Regions from separate parts of the Ovis aries genome. Here region 2 is linked to region 1. A link is a contact called in public Hi-C data. All regions are on one chromosome and are shown on one strand. Each heading gives the region's core, a stretch centred on a gene start, on an enhancer-like site or on the middle of the called end of the contact. The rest is flanking DNA. Distances are from core to core; before and after follow the strand shown.

The links. Hi-C and Micro-C count contacts between places; a contact is called where the count stands out from the background.
Region 2: a contact with region 1 is called in a Hi-C map of liver, with 2.4 times the contacts expected there. The contact joins the promoter of MRPL21 here to the enhancer-like site in region 1. A contact is called at or near these places in 12 of 16 Hi-C or Micro-C datasets (blood, liver, mesenteric adipose tissue and 5 more).

Annotation. Positions count from the first base shown.
Region 1 is chr21:42,587,589-42,595,200 of ARS-UI_Ramb_v3.0, reverse strand. CPT1A (carnitine palmitoyltransferase 1A) reads left to right here. Exons shown (of 19, transcript NM_001009414.1): 2 at 97-249; 3 at 3,028-3,167. The coding sequence starts at 109. Among named protein-coding and RNA genes, the nearest start is that of TRNAW-CCA, 8.1 kb to the left of the region's middle. Within about 2 kb of position 4,165, at least 1 of the 54 cell types and tissues checked has an H3K27ac peak or open chromatin away from gene starts, as enhancers often do. A contact at or near this core is called in liver, where this site is marked.
Region 2 is chr21:42,649,414-42,657,025 of ARS-UI_Ramb_v3.0, reverse strand. MRPL21 (mitochondrial ribosomal protein L21) reads left to right here and starts at 2,769. Exons shown (of 7, transcript XM_027959395.3): 1 at 2,769-2,876; 2 at 6,682-6,739. The coding sequence starts at 2,777. It overlaps IGHMBP2 (immunoglobulin mu DNA binding protein 2), which reads right to left and starts at 2,691. Exons shown (of 15, transcript XM_042238100.1): 1 at 2,555-2,691; 2 at 780-949. The coding sequence starts at 2,640.

The sequences.
Region 1 (7,612 bases), core at 2,916-5,415:
ACACGACTTAGTGACTAAGCAAACAGCAACCACAACAAGGGATTTTCTAAAGTCTGGTCAGCACTCACCATGTTCTGTTCACCCTTGTCATTCCAGGAGCTCGCTGACATGGCGGAAGCCCACCAAGCCGTCGCCTTCCAGTTCACAGTCACCCCGGATGGCATCGACCTCCGAATGAGCCATGAGGCCCTCAGGCAGATCTATCTGTCTGGACTTCATTCCTGGAAGAAGAAGTTCATCAGATTCAAGGTTTCCAGACACTTGCTTCAATCTGTCCAGTATTCGCTTTCCTATTTGAGAACTCCAGGTTCTATTGAAGTCTCAGTGTGTCCGTGATAATTGGCAGCTTGTGTATGTTTCCTGGTCCTTAAGGCCTGGGAGACAATTTCATATGTATTGGCTCACTGAATTCCTGGAGAAATTCTGTAAGGCAGACAGGGTGAATTGGGACCCTCTGGGCAGATGAGGAAATCGGGGTTCAGGGAAGTTAAGTGACCTTTGGGGTAGAAGGAGAATAAATGTCTCTAGCTCTGAGTCTGGGCCTCTCTACACTTCACAGGAAGAGGATTGTTTTCCATCCGTGTGAAACCACAGAGAGTTTCTGTAGCAGGCATCTCACTGATGAAATAGTCCACCACTGAAAAAGATGCACGTGAATGCGGATGCGGGCTTCCGAGGTGGCTCAGGGGCAGAGAGTCTGCCTGCCAGTGGAGGAGATGCAGGTTCATTTCCTGTGTCTGGAAGATCGCCTGGAGAAGGGAATTGGCTACCCACTCCAGTGTTCCCATCTGGAAGATCCCATAGGTAGAGGGGAGCCTGGCAGGCTCCAGTCCGTGGGGACGCGACACAGCTGAGTGGCTGCGCAGATGCAAAGTTCTCAGTTCTGTTTACCGGCAAGAGTGGACATTTATTCGCTGTTTTTAGCCATGTGTCTTGTTTTTTTAAATTTCACTGGAGTATAGTTGATTTATAGCGTTGCGTTCCTTTCAGGCGCGTAGCAAAGTGAGTCAGTTATACACATACAAACATCCACTCCTTTTCAGATAGTTCTCCCGGAGAGGCCGCAGAGTGACATTTTTTTAAAGTCTTCATTGAAATACTTTGTTACAACATGGCTTCTGCTTTATGTCTTTGGGTTTGGGGCTGGCGGCCCCTGGGGGATCTTAATTCCCCGACCAGGGATGAAACTCGCTCCTACTGTATTGGAAGGTGAAGTCTTAACCACTGGATGGCCGGGGAACTCCGATGTGTCTTATTTTTAATTCATTTTATTTTAAAAATCACAGCAGTCGTGAATATGCACATACTCTTCGCTGGAAACTTCCTCAGTTTTGCTGTTCGGGGAGATAAGTGCTGGGAAAAGTCCCCAGGGTTCTCTTTTCTCACTGCCAGTAATAATAGATCCTCCTTCTCCTAAAAAATGAAAGTCACAGAAGGACAAATGCATGTTTAAAAAAATTCAAGCAAGTTGAAAGTGTATCAAAAGTGTCCGCTCCACATTCCTGAGCAAAACTGGGTTTGTTGTCCAGTTTTCCTTTCCGAGGGCAGCTCAGAGGAGGGCTGTTGAGAAAGGCCTGGAGCTGGAGTGGGTGAGAGCAATGGCCAGGCCTGGCCTGGTGGGACAGCTGTCCCCTGGCTCTATTGGAGGGTCCTGGGGCCCAGCTTCAGCTCAGTCCAGTCCAGTCGCCCGGTCACGTCCGACTCTGCGACCCCATGGACTGCAGCATGCCAGGCCTCCCTGTCCATCACCAACTCCCAGGGCTTGCTCAAACTCATGTCCATTGAGTCGGTGATGCCATCCAACCATCTCATCATCTGTCGTCCCCTTCTCCTCCTGCCTTCAATCTTTCCCAGCACCAAGGTCTTTTCTAATGAGTCAGCTCTTCGCATCAGGTACATAGTCTTTTGCCTGAGACCCCAGCTGCTGTGACCCACTCAGAGTGGAGGAGGGCGCCACCTGCAGAGAGAAGTGCCCTCTGTGCTCCTGACCTTGGGAGCCTCCTTGTACCTTCCTGACCCCGTGGTTTTCTAGGGGACCTAGAGACAGGGGTAGGGGGTGGGGCCAAGGCTGGCAGAGCTGCTGCAGGGTGGGAAGTGTGATGAGTGGAGGCTGTTTATCTAGAACCTTCTTTCCCCTGTTATCATTTAATGTGTCTGTTTATTTTATAAGAACATTTCAGAGAACTTCGGAGAACACCAGAAGGCACCCCCCTCCCTGCCCCTGCCCCTCACCCGCAACCACTTTGTTTAAAATCTTCCATACCTCTCAATAATGAGAATAACATGGTAGTCTCTCCTAAGAGAATTCAGTAAAGCTTTGAGAATTTTTTTAATCCGTTATCTTGGTCAAATCAATCTCTTATTAACATGACTTCAGTATGAATTTTTTTTTAAATTATAAGTCTTGAAACATACACAAAAGTAAAATAATAAAGGCACACAGCTATAATAAAGTCACATCACTCATTTTCACAACTATCAACATTTTGCCGGCTTGGAGGTCCTATTTCTTCCTAACCCTTTTTCCTGCTACATTTTTTTTTTAAGGGGCTGCTGCGGGGCTTTGGCTGAAGCATCTTACGGGAGATTCTGGCCATGGAGTGAGGTCTCCTATAGCTATTAATACCTCCGGTTAAGCAGTGTCTGATTCAGGAGCAGCGAGAGGGGTGATCTGAGAGTGAGGGTCTTGGGGCATCCCGGACGCAGCAGGTTGTGGAGAGGACATCATGGTGGGCAAGGTGGCCAGTGTCCCTGAGTCAGTCTCAGGGGAGCTAAGGAATCCGTATGTTAACTTAAGGCTTCTAACTTAGGGTGATTCGAATGTCCTGGGGTCACTCTCCAGGGAGACGGTTTTAGAGAAGTTTCTGACTCAGGAGCTTCCCTGGTAGCTCAGTGGTAAAGACTCTGCCTGCCGATGCAGGAGACCCGGGTGTGATCCCTGGGTCGGGATGATCCCCTGGCAAAGGGAACCGCCACCAACTCCAGTATTCCTGGGGCACTGCTCACGGCGCTCCTGTCTGTTTCTAGAATGGCATCATCACCGGCGTGTACCCAGCGAGTCCCTCCAGTTGGCTCATCGTGGTTGTGGGCGTGATGTCGACCATGTACGCCAAGATTGACCCCTCTTTGGGAATAATCGCTAAGATCAATCGGACCCTGGACACGACGTGAGTAAGCCTCTCAAATCTCAAAGGGTCTAGGGAGTGACCCTTTTTTGTTGCTGCCATTTTTCTATCTTTTCAAACGGCATGGCGGTCTGTTCTGGATATTCTCTTTGAGGCTTTTGCTACAATTCTCACGACAGCTTTCTCCCCATGTCCTGGGGAGGTCCCCTGGGGAGTTTGGGGTCCCTTCTCACTCTTTCTCTGAAGCCCGGAGGTGTGAAGAGCAGCCTCTGTCCTGGGGTGCCTGCCAGTCCACTTAGCCTGGCCAGGGGGCCCTCAGAATGAATTTTGTCCCAGGCACTGGTTCGGGACATGGTGTCTTCCTTGTACAGGGGGCCAGCCTGGAGTTCTGGGACTCTGAGAGCTGACTGCTGTGGGGGGTTCTGGGGAGACTTCAGCTGCTCAGCTCCTTGTCTGAGTGACTTAGAATCTGGGTAGGGGGACCCCCAACACTCTATCCTAGTGACTGTAGTTTTCTAAGAGCTTGAAATAGGCTTAAAAAAAAAAAATATTGTGAGCTTTGGCCTGGAGAACCCTTTGGTTGATACTTTTCCTTCAAGGTATGTGGTGCCTGGGGTCTCGTGTGGGAATGCTGGCCGTGCCCTCGAGGGTCTTTGTGGAGCCTCTCTGATGTCCTTTCTTCCCTCCGGTCCTGGGGTGACCCTGTCTCCCGCTATCATCTCCTGCCCTGTGGCCCCTGCGCTGCAGTGACCTCTCTCACTGGGCTCTCTGATGTAAAGTGAGGAAACGCTCAAGCTTGCAGACTCCTGGGATTTCCCTAGGGGTCCAGTGGCTAAGACTCAACGCAGGGGGCCCAGGTTCAACCCCCAGTCAGGAAACTAGACCCCGCATGTTGCAACTAAGTGTTCCCATGCCACAAGTAAAGATCCCGCAGGCCACAGCAAAGATCAAAGATCCTGATTGCTGCAACTAAGACCTGTGCAGCCAAATAAATTCACAAGTAAATACTGAGAAAAAAAAGATGTGGATTCCTGCCAGAGTCATGGAGAGGAAGTGGGGAGGTTGGGCTCCAGACCCAGCTCTGCGCAGCACTTCGGACCCCTGTGCCCCGCTCAGCAGGCCCTGAACCTCCCCGCGGAGAACCTTCCTGCCAGACAAAGGCAGGGACAGCACCTCTGCCTCATCGGTGTTTGAGGGGCCCAGTGATGGGACCCGCACGGGGCTGAGCCTATCCCGCCCCTCCTCCATTACACTGTGATTGCAGCTCTGAAAGGCACATTTTTATTCTTTTGGCTGTGCCATAAGGCTTGTGGGATCTTAATTCCCCAACCAGGGATAGAACCCAGGCCCTCAGCAGTGAAAGTGCTGAGTCCTAGCCGCTGGACTGCAAGGGAATTCCCTTGGGATACCAGTTTCTCTTTTCTGGTGAAAAGGCCTAGTGCCTCCACCTTGGCTGTGTCTTGTCCCAAGCCAGACCTTTGATCCTGTTCATGGGTTGCTTGCTGACATCGGTGAACATTTTAGGTCTGTGACTGGAGAAATGATAATCCCCAAGTCCTTGTGCCATATTTGGGCTTTGCTTTTTGTTTTTTGTTTTTTTTTTTTTAAATTTTCTTCATTTTTTGACCGTTCCTCAGAGCAGGTGGGATCTTAGTTTCCCGACCAGGGATCAAACCTGCACCCCCTGCAGTGGCAGGGCAGAGTGTTAACCACTGGACCACCAGGGGATTCCTGAGCTTTGCTTTTGGGGCTGGGAGTTTTGTGAGGGAGGTGGGGGACAGACTGTAGCCCAGGTGTGTCCACCGGGTCTCTGGGCCATAGCTGCAGTGTTGGGGTTGGGCCCAAGATAAACAGATGAATTTCTGGGCCCTTTACTAAGTTGGTTGTTTGGAATTCAATATTGCCTTCGGAAAAGGACAGGAAAATAAAGTGGCAAAAGGCGACATGAAAGAAAGCTCACGGTTCAACACTGAGTTTGATTCTGATCACGGTCAAGAAAGGATTAAGCGCTTTTGGCGGAAAGGTCTGAATCTTCCCTGGTCTGGGCCGGTGCCCCTCGCTGCCGACAGCTGCTCCTTGTGCACCAGGCCCTGGGGTGCTTGGCAGCTAGTGCGGCGCTCTGAGTCACCCGCAGCCCCCAGCCACCTCAGAACCCCTGCTCACACCTCTGTCAGCATCTGCAAGGCCCTGGGTACAAACCCATCCCCGCAGGGAATGCACACCTGCGCTTCGCATCTGCCAGACTTCTTGGTCTGCCTGAGGGGCCGGGAGTCCCGACAGGGTCCCCGAGCAGGAGACTCCGTCTCTCTTTCATCACCTTGCCCATGTCTCCACCCTCTCTTTCCGGAGAGTCACAGGTCTGCCCCGCTATAGACAGCTCATCTCTATATCTCTGCCTGCTTGGGTTTAACACACTTTTTAATTTACCCTGGATGGCGGGCGGTCTCTTTACACTGGATTATATTTAGAAACGTCGGCTATTTAAAGCCCTTTCTAATCTGAGTCTTTATAAGATTTGTTTCTTCCTCCCTGTAAACCAATTGCAATAAACTGGGCCATCCTTGGCCCAGATTTAGAAAGACCAGGTTAACAGGCCAGCAGCTCCCAGGTCAAGGGTCAAGGACTGTTCTGCACACTCTTGCTGGAGAGGATCCCCAACACCCTGAAGTCGTGGCCTCCCCCAGAGCCCTGGGTAGGCCATCCGCTGCAGCCTTAGAAGGGCCACAACGTGTAACAGAATGCTTTTTTCGCTATAGTGCTTTCAGCCAAAGGGCCTACGGTATACATAGAGAAAAGGCCAAATGCATCATTTGCTCGTTGCTGTTCAGTTGCTCAGTCGTGTCCAGGCTTCCCTGTCCTTCACTGTTTTCCAGAGTTTGCTCAAACTCATGTCTGCTGAGTCACTGATGCCATCCAACCCATCTCGTTCTCTGCTGCCCCCTTCTCTTCCGGCCTTCAGTCTTTCCCAGCATCAGGGTCTTTTCTAGTGTCGGCTCTTCACACGAGGTGGCCAAAGCATTGGAGCTTCGGCTTCAGCATCAGTCCTTCCAATGAACACCCAGGACTGATCTCCTTTAGGGTGGACTGCTTTGATCTCCTTGCAGTCCAAGGGACTCTCAAGAGTCGTCCCTGATTCGATATATATATTCTACAAAATGATTACCACAAGTTTTGTTAACATCCATCACCCAGTACAGTTACAAACTAAAAAAAAAATTTTTTTTTAGATCTCATGTGTGAGACCATATAATATATGTCTTTCTTTTTTAACTTTTTTTTTTAATTGAAGTATAGTTAATATTCAATGTTGTGTTAGTTTCTGGTGTACAGCAAAATGATTCAGGAATGTGTATATATATATATACACACACATATATATAATATATATATACATATATATATAAGTTTTCTTTGTGAGTCTGTTTCTGTTTCATTAAAATAAAGTTCATTTGTATCATATTTCAAATTCCACATGTGAGTGATACCATCTGGAGTTTGTCTTTCTCTGTCTGACTTATTTCACTTGGTATAATGTCCTTAAGGCCCATTCATGTTGTCACAAATAACAGCATTTATTCTTTTTTTTTTTTTGCTAAATAATATTCCATTGTATCAATCGGTATTAATACCATCTCTTCTTTATCCATTCATTTGTCCATGGACACTTATGTTTCCATGTCTGGTCTGTTGTAAATAATGCTGTAGGGACCATGGAGTGATTTCATTTCCTTCAGATAAATACTCACAAGTGAAACTGTTGCCTCATATGGTAGTTCTTTTTTTTTTTTTTTTTTTTTGAGGAATCTCATATTGTTTTCCATAGTGACTGTATCAGTTTACATTCCCACCAACAGTGCATAAATGTCCCCTTTTTTCTCCACATCCTCACCAACATTTGCTACTTAAACTATTTTTATTTTGTGACTATTTTGTGGTTTTTCAAAACAACTGAAACTACAGCCCACAAGGGTGTATGAGTAGCTGTATTTCTTCTCATTTTATAAGTCCCATCTTTATCAGATCACTTTCCTATCTATATCACTTTCCCTAGCAAATGAAAATATTTTCTAGGTTTTTAAGTGATCATGTTACGGCATCAGTTTCTACATGTATTCATGATAAATGTTGCTACCCAGATCAAAACCAAGCTCTTTTGATATAAATAGTTGAAGTAATAGTTCTGTCAAGTGACCTGTGTTCCTTATGAGTCATGGTGAAATGCAAAGGTATGTTGAAGGGAAAAACATCTTGAGTAGCAGGAATGGAAGTCACAGAGTTGCAGCCGGCTCCCGGCCAAGGAGAAGGCAGGTCAGTCATCGGGCTGGGGCATAGCTTCCATTGTGGGCCAGCCAGTGCCTCACCTTCTCATCCTGCCTGGACCTGGAGGAGGCTGTCTGTTTTCCCTGATTATGCCCGTTAGCCTGGGTTTGTTTCGAGGACCAGCAAAGCAGATGGGGGCTGGTTCATCTCACATCCAGAAGAAAGAT
Region 2 (7,612 bases), core at 1,520-4,019, 63 kb before region 1:
TGGCAGAAAGCAACACAACATTAGAAAGTAATTACCCTCCAATTAAAAATAAAACTTAAATATATATATATATATATATATATATATATATATATATATATACTGTGATATTATGGGGAAAAAAAAAAAAAAACAAGAAATGAGAGTCATGTGTAACCTTACGTTTCCTAGCAGCTACATTTGTGTGTTGTTGTGTGTGTGAGCTCAGTCATGTCTGACTCTTTGCAACCCCATGGACTGTAGCCTGCCAGGCTCCTCTGTTCATGGGATTTCTCAGGCAAGAATACTAGAGTGGGTTGCCATTTTCTTCTCCAGGGAATCTTCCCGACCCAGGGATCGAACCCATGTCTCCTGCTTTGGCAGGCTGGTTCCTTACCACTAAGTCACCTGGGAAGCCACATTAAACAACCAAAAAGAAACAGCTAATTTTACTAGTAGTTTATTTAACCCAATATATGAAAAATATTTTCATTTCAAAACATAATTGGTAGTCATAGAAATTACTCTCTTTTTTTTTAACAGTACTAAATCTTCAAAATCTCTTGTGCATTTTACATGAGCAGGAATCACCAGCCATATTTCAGGTGTTCAGCTGGTGTCTGCCTGTCTGGAGAGTGCTGATCTAACCTACCAGAAAACCTCGTAACTGCTGGATTTCTAAGCAAGAGTTCTCCACTGCAAAGCTTTATTCCCCAGCTGGTCCCATGTGACCAGATCTTTACAGCCCACATCTGAAGACTGCAATATTCAACGCACACCCTTGTCAACAAGGTACGGACCGGAAGTAAAGCTGTTACTGGGAAGAACAGCTGCAGACACACATCTCCTGGGCTCGAGGGTAATGAGCAGCCGTCCGTACAGCCCGGTCCGCTGGCTGGATACCTGCAGCTTCAGCAAACAGACGCCTCGGTTCTGGAGTTCCTTCAGAGAGACATTTTCCTGCCAGGATCTGGGAAACACCCAATGTTGAGACTTCAGTATTTATATTTTACCAGTTTTTACTTCCAAACATGCAGGAGGAACAGAGGAAGTCTATGCACGGGAAACTCCAAACCTGCCTCCTCTCAAACCTGTTCCTCCTACAGACCCCCATGCCCTCCTCACAGCGCCCGCACTCACCTTTGCCTTCTCTCCTGGGCCCTTTGAGTCACTGTCCCACCAGGGCCCCCCATTTGCACCCAGAATCCACCCCTGCACCCTCACTGCCAAGGGCCATCCTCTGCCCAAGAATATAGGATAAGAGGGACCCCTCTGGCCATTCAGCAGTGAAGACTGTGCTTCCAATTCAGGAGGCACAGGTTCAATCCCCAGTTGGGGAATTAAGATCCCACATGCAGCTCGTCACACGCACACACGCACACACACGCACACACGCACTATAACACAAGCTTCTTCCCCAGGCCCTTCTCAATCGGACCCCTGTGCATCTTTCCACGGGTGCTTACTCTGTACTACGGACGGTGCTGAGCCCTTGACTTTTAGATCACTGCATTCCCACCTCACTGGTTTGCTGTAAGGATGATCTCATTCTACAGACAAGATGACTAAGGCTGCAAAGTCACCCAGCCATAAATGATGGGGCGCGGATCCCACTGAGGGCAACAGGACTCCCAACTCTCAACCATCATAATCAAAAACTTCTAAATCAAATCCTCTCCACGAAGGCAGCACAGTGGTTGAGTACAAACTCTAGCATCAGCCCGCGTGACCCCAAATCCTGGTTCACCCTGTGTTACCTGGGGCAAGTGACTTAACTTCTCTGTTCCAGCCTGCTTAGACCTAAGATGAGAATCGGTTACCGCAGTAACCAATTTCGCAGAGCTGATGTGAGGTTTAAAGCGACTGATGCCTATGGAGTGTTTTTACACCCCTCAATAAATGTCAGCTCTCAGTTTCAGCCTTTGGGGTGAAAGCCCGACGTTTTCAGGGCTCCAGCTCTGGCTGCAGGGGTGCGCTGCTTTCCCACATCTCCTCCAGGAAACTCCTCCCCGCAAACTCTTTAACCCTTATTTTTCTGCAAGCTGTGCTCAAGCACCACCGCCTCCAGGAAGCCATCCGCCACTAAGGCTCCGCAGGGTCGGCGGTCCTGCTCCCACCCCCCTCCACAGCACTCGGCCTGCACACACAGCTCAGCACCTGTCAGGCTGGAAGCGGGCCCTTCCGCTCACACCGGTCGCCCGGGGCCCATTATCAACGACTGCATCTCATTCGAGGCCCGGCAAGGAACAGGCGCAAACACTAACGGGGGAACACGATGGGGATGGAAGTGGGGAGACAGGCTGGGCCCACGGGGCAAAGTTCAGAGGGGCACTTCAGGGGGAGAAGACCCTCCCAAGGTGGGTCCCCAAAACGGAACGGGCCGCCCCGGAGGGGGAAGAGGCTTCCATCCTTGGAGGCGGCCGAGCCCCCTTCACAGTCAGGAGGGCAAATCCCGGCCCTAAGCTTGTCAGGCCGAGCCCCCGGAGGCTTCATCTGTGTGGTCTCAGCTGGGAGAGGGGGGGACCCTGGGGGAGACGCCGGGCCGACCCCGAGAGGCCCGGGCCGGCGGCCGTACCTGCGCTCCTCGACCTCCGCGTCTCGCTCGAGCTCCAGCAGTTCCAACTGCTTGGTCACGAAGCTCTCCACAGGTGTCGAGGCCATGGCCGCAGGCCGGCCCGGGCCCAGAGCCGCTGAGGTCCGGCTGCCGCGCGCGGCGCTGCTCCCGGCCGGACCCGGTGCGTCGACGCACCAGGCTCGCACCACTTCCGCTTCCGCTCTCGGCGGAGGCTGCGGGAAGATGGCGGCGGCCGTGGCAGCCAGGGCCCTGCCGGTCACCTTCGGGCGGCTGGCGTCTGCATGCAGCCGCAGCGTCCTGAGAGCGTCGGGACCCGGAGCCGGTGAGGCCCGCCCCGCGGGGTGAACGGAGGAAGCTGGGCACACGGGGCGCCCTGCCACGTGGGTCTGCGTCTGACCGGTGTTAATCGCTTTTTTTGATGGCGGTGATTACCGGTCGTGGAAACCCTGGGTTCAGACCCTGGTTCCTTTAGTTAATAGCTTAAATATTGGTGATAGCTCGCCATCTTCCGTATACGCTCCATTTAAGTTGGGGAGCAACCTGAGGCTCAGAATGGTTAGGTAACTTGTCCTTGGTCGTACAGCAGGGAAGTGGGAGAGGACTGAATCAGACAGCTTGGCCCGGCTCCAAAGCCTATGCTTTAACCATCACTCCCCAGGCTGCAAGCCACTCTTTAAGCTTCCTTGTCCTCATCTGGAAAATGGTGGTGAATGTCCTTGCCCAGAGGTAACCAGTCCAGCAAAAGCTACACCTGTATTTTAGGCACTGAGTTGTCATGAAGCTCAGCAAGGTTTTGTTGGTCAAAAACACTATAAACCTCTCCTCAAAATGTTTGGAGTGTATATTTGTGTGAAAGAATGTTTATGTATGTAGAGACGTTTTCCCTTGTTTAGGTATGATAATGATGTTGTGGTTATGTTTGTTTGTTTTTAAGATGCTTTCTTTCGTAGAAGTCACCCTGACAATTGCTTAAAAATACACCACAGTGTTGGAGCAGAGACATTGTGAATGAGTCAGGCTTGGCTATGAGTTGATGACTGTTGAGTCTAGGAAGAGATACAGGAGGACTCCCTATTCTCTTGACTTTTGTGTGCTTATCATTTTCCATAATGAAACTTGGGTTTAAGCAGGCAGGGAAGTTTTTATAAAAAGCGGTGGGACTTACTTTGTTCTACCAACAGAGACCTACCTCTAGAATGCTGTGCTCAATTCCCACCCCCGCCACCCCCGTTTTCAGATAGAAACACAGGTGAAGTGAGCTGAGTAAAGAGAGGGCGACCAAAACGGTGAAGAGGCAGGATCTTGAAGAGTCAGTGAAGGAAACGGGGCGGACACCATCACAGTTCACAGGGACTGAAGGATGGTCCTGGGGGACAGGAGGGTGCACACTTGTTCCCAGTGAGGTCGGAGCGAAGCTAAGGCCATAGGCAGGAATGACAGGGAGGCAGATCAGGTGCAGGAAGTTTCTGAGCTTTCACCAGGGAGATGGCTCCCAGCCGCGCTCAGTCTGTTGGTTGTATCCGACTCTTTGTGACCCCATGGACTATAGCCCGCCAGGCTTCCCTATGGGAGTTTTCAGGCAAGAATACCACAGTGGCTTGCCATCTCCTCCTCTGGGGGATCTACTTGACCCAGGGACCGAACCTGCATCTCCTGCACTGACAGGCAGATTCTTTACTACTGAGCCACCTGGCTTTCAAGAGAGGCCAATCGTGAGTTCCCAACTGTGGGGTATTCCGCAGGGGCTTCATTTGATGGCTTAGAAGAGATTTCATTCATTCATTCATTTGCCATTTATTGGGCATCCATTACAAGTCAGAGTCTGGTCCAGGATGGTGAATACATCAGTTAAATTCGTAAAACAAACCCCTGTTTTTACGGACGGAGCTCACATTCTAACGGGGGGAGGCGTTTGCAGAGAGATGAGCAATTTTATGCAGAAGCAAATTACATAGTATGTTTGAAGCCTAAGAAGAAGCAAATTACGTAGCAGGTCCAAAGCTGGTAAGTCTTATGGAGAAAAATAAAGCACGAGTTGGGAGGAAAGTGTTCAATTTTAAATAGGATGGTTGGGGGAGCCTTCTCTAGTGAGATGGTGTTTCAGTGGAGACCCAGAGGAAATAGGGGATTAAACTACGGGGCCTCCTGGGGTTGGGGTTGTCCCGAGGACGAGCAGTCAAGGCATAGGCCATTGTACTTGGCATCTTCCAGGAATAACCAGGAGGCCCGAATGGCAGGTGTGCGGGAACAAGGGGAAACTCATGAGGCAAGGCCCAGAGAGATGGGGTCACACTACCAGCTGCCCTGCTGGCCACTGTGAAGACTGCCTTTTTCTCAGAATGAAATGGGGTGCTCTTGGAGGGTTACCCTAAATAGTAACCTGGTCTGTCCTCAGTTTTTCTGGTTTTGGGGGGATTTTTGCCCACCCTGCACGGTATATGGGATCTTAGTTCCCTAACCAGGTATCGAACCTGTGCCCCCTGCAGTGAAAAGTGAAGTCGTAACCTCTTGACCACCAGGGAAGTCCCCTGCCTTCTAGCTGCTGTGCAGAGAGAGAGGCAAGGGTGAGAGCAGGGTATCAGTTACAAGCCAGGCAGCCTGGCTGATTGAAGTGGTCAGAGCCTGGATGTCTCAAAAAGAGGCAGGGGATTTGCTGACAGGTTCGTGGCTGTGGGGTGTGAGAGAGAAAAGTCATAAATGACTGAGGCTTTTGGCCTGAGCAGCTGGAAGGGTGAAGTCGCCATCATGTGAGTTGTGGAGGGGTGTGGGAGAAGCAGGCGGGAGGGGCAGATCAGGAGCCTTTGTTAGGTTCTGAGACAGGTGACGACCAGGTGATATCAGCAGACAGGCCTGTCGTGTCTGAGTCCAGGCTACAGGTGTCCACTTGGGAGTCAGGGTTGTGCAGATGACGCTGAAATCCATTCAAACAGATGTAATCCCAGAGGAAAGGCCATACATAAAGAAGAGGTAAGAACCAGGTTTTAGGGCAGCCCACTCCAGCCTTCTTGCCTGGAGAATCCCATGGACAGAGGAGCCTGACGGGCTGCAGTCCATGCGGCCACAAAGAGTGGGACACGACTGAGCACAAAGACCCGGGTCTAGATCGCAAGCACACCGAGATGGTGGAGGGCAGGAAAAACCAACTCAGGAGACCAGGAATTGGGAGCAGCTGCTAGTGAGTGAGCTTTAAAAGAGTCAACTTTATGGCATACAAATTATAGCTCAGTTGAAAAACCAACAGTAGTTATTGAGAGATCGGCCCTCTGCTTCTAGCACCTAAGCATGGCGCGTTTTGTTTCTGGGCCCTTCTCAGCAGGCTGTGGGTGCCTTTGTCCCTAGGTGTATTATTATCTGATGCCGTGTCCTGAGTTACCCTAAACCCAGCAGCTTAAGATAACATGTACTGTGTCACCCATCGCTGAGGGTCAGGATGCAGGCAGCTGAGCTGGCTCCCCGTCTCGTTAGATTCAAGTCAGGCTGTTTCAGGTTAAGAATCAGCAGGGCCGGCAGAAGCTGCTTCCTGGCTTCCCCAGACCGGGAAGCCTGGTGTGCAGCAGTCCATGGGGTTGCAGAGAGTCGGACATGACTGAGCCACTGACCTGAACTGGGAAGGTGGGATCCCAGGGGCCTCCCTGGGCCGCTCACAGCACAGTGGTCCTGCTGCAGTGAGGACGCCAGGCGGGCAGCTGCCCTCTGATCACCTCCTCTGGAGGGGCTGGCCTGTCACTCCTGCCGTACGCTCTTTGTCACTGAGAGCCGCTCCCTTGGAGGGGGGAGCAGGGCTCAGGGCTCCGAGAGCCCCAGGAGGGGTGTCTTGGAGGCTGCTCTCACTCGGGTGCCAAACGGGCCTCAACTTGGGCACTTGGCATGAAGGAATGAGTTAGCAGGTAGATGATTCGGTTTCAGGCCTGTCTCGATGGTGTGATGAAGGCCCCTTGATGCTTACGGTAATAGCCGGTAGCTGTGAGTGAGTGATGGCCTTGGTTCTCTTTCTGGGCGCTTCTGTAGGTGTGTTGTGATGGTTTGAGTCGGGTACCAGCCACACTAGCAGCACCTGTGCGTTGAGCATCATAAGGGGCAGTTTGTGTTTCGTCCTAGTAACCAAGTGTGTCTCTCTTGTTCCTCAGCTTCCCTGTGGTCCGCTTCTCAGAGGTTCAGTTCGCAGAGTGCTTCATCTCCACAAGGGTAATATCAAAATGTGGGTTTTGCGGACTCTCTTCCTTTCTTTTCTTCTGTAGTCAAAACTTCGAACATTTAGGTTTTAAGAATATGTAAGTTTTAACTGTTTTGACAGTATGTTACTCAGACCCTTAACACATAGAAATACAGATGGAACCTCAAGAGTCCAAAGAGAAGGTGTTCTGGGCCATGCATGGCTGTGTCTTTTTAAGGAAAAGTTTTTAACTCCTAATTGGGAAATTTCTAACTAGGAAGGTTGAATCACAGGACGGACTCTCTGGAGGACCTTATGTAATTTGAAGGAGCATGTTTAGTGTTAAACTGTATATTTAGATTAAAAAAATAAATAAATAAAAATATAAACTAAAAAAGGTAAATTTAACAAAATCACACTTGAGTAGGAATATACAGGGTCCTGTACCAGCCCTTGCAACCCGGGTCCAGGAACAGGGTCGTCCTTGGGCTTCAGTTCCTCTTCGAGAAATGGGAGCGATATCAGGCTGCATCGCAATGGGTTTTCATGAGAGTCAAGTGAATTTCTGCATCCAGAGAGCTCGTTAGAAGGACTTGCCAAGCAGGGGGAGGGAAGGAGGGGTGGATTGGGAGACTGGATTAGCAGTTATAAACCGTCACATCAGCATGAGACCCCACGGTGTGACACGCAGCATGGGTAAACGGCGAGGTCTCTCTATGGCCCAGGGAACCACATCAATTTCCTCTGATAGATCATCAGCGAAAGAAATTGTAATATGCGTGTGTAACTGATCCACTTTGCTATACAGCAGAAACTAACACCGTTATAAGTCAGCTGCACCTCGGTAAGTAAATTCCTTACAAAAGCGCTTCGGCGAGCGCCTGGCACTAGAAGGCTCTCAGTAC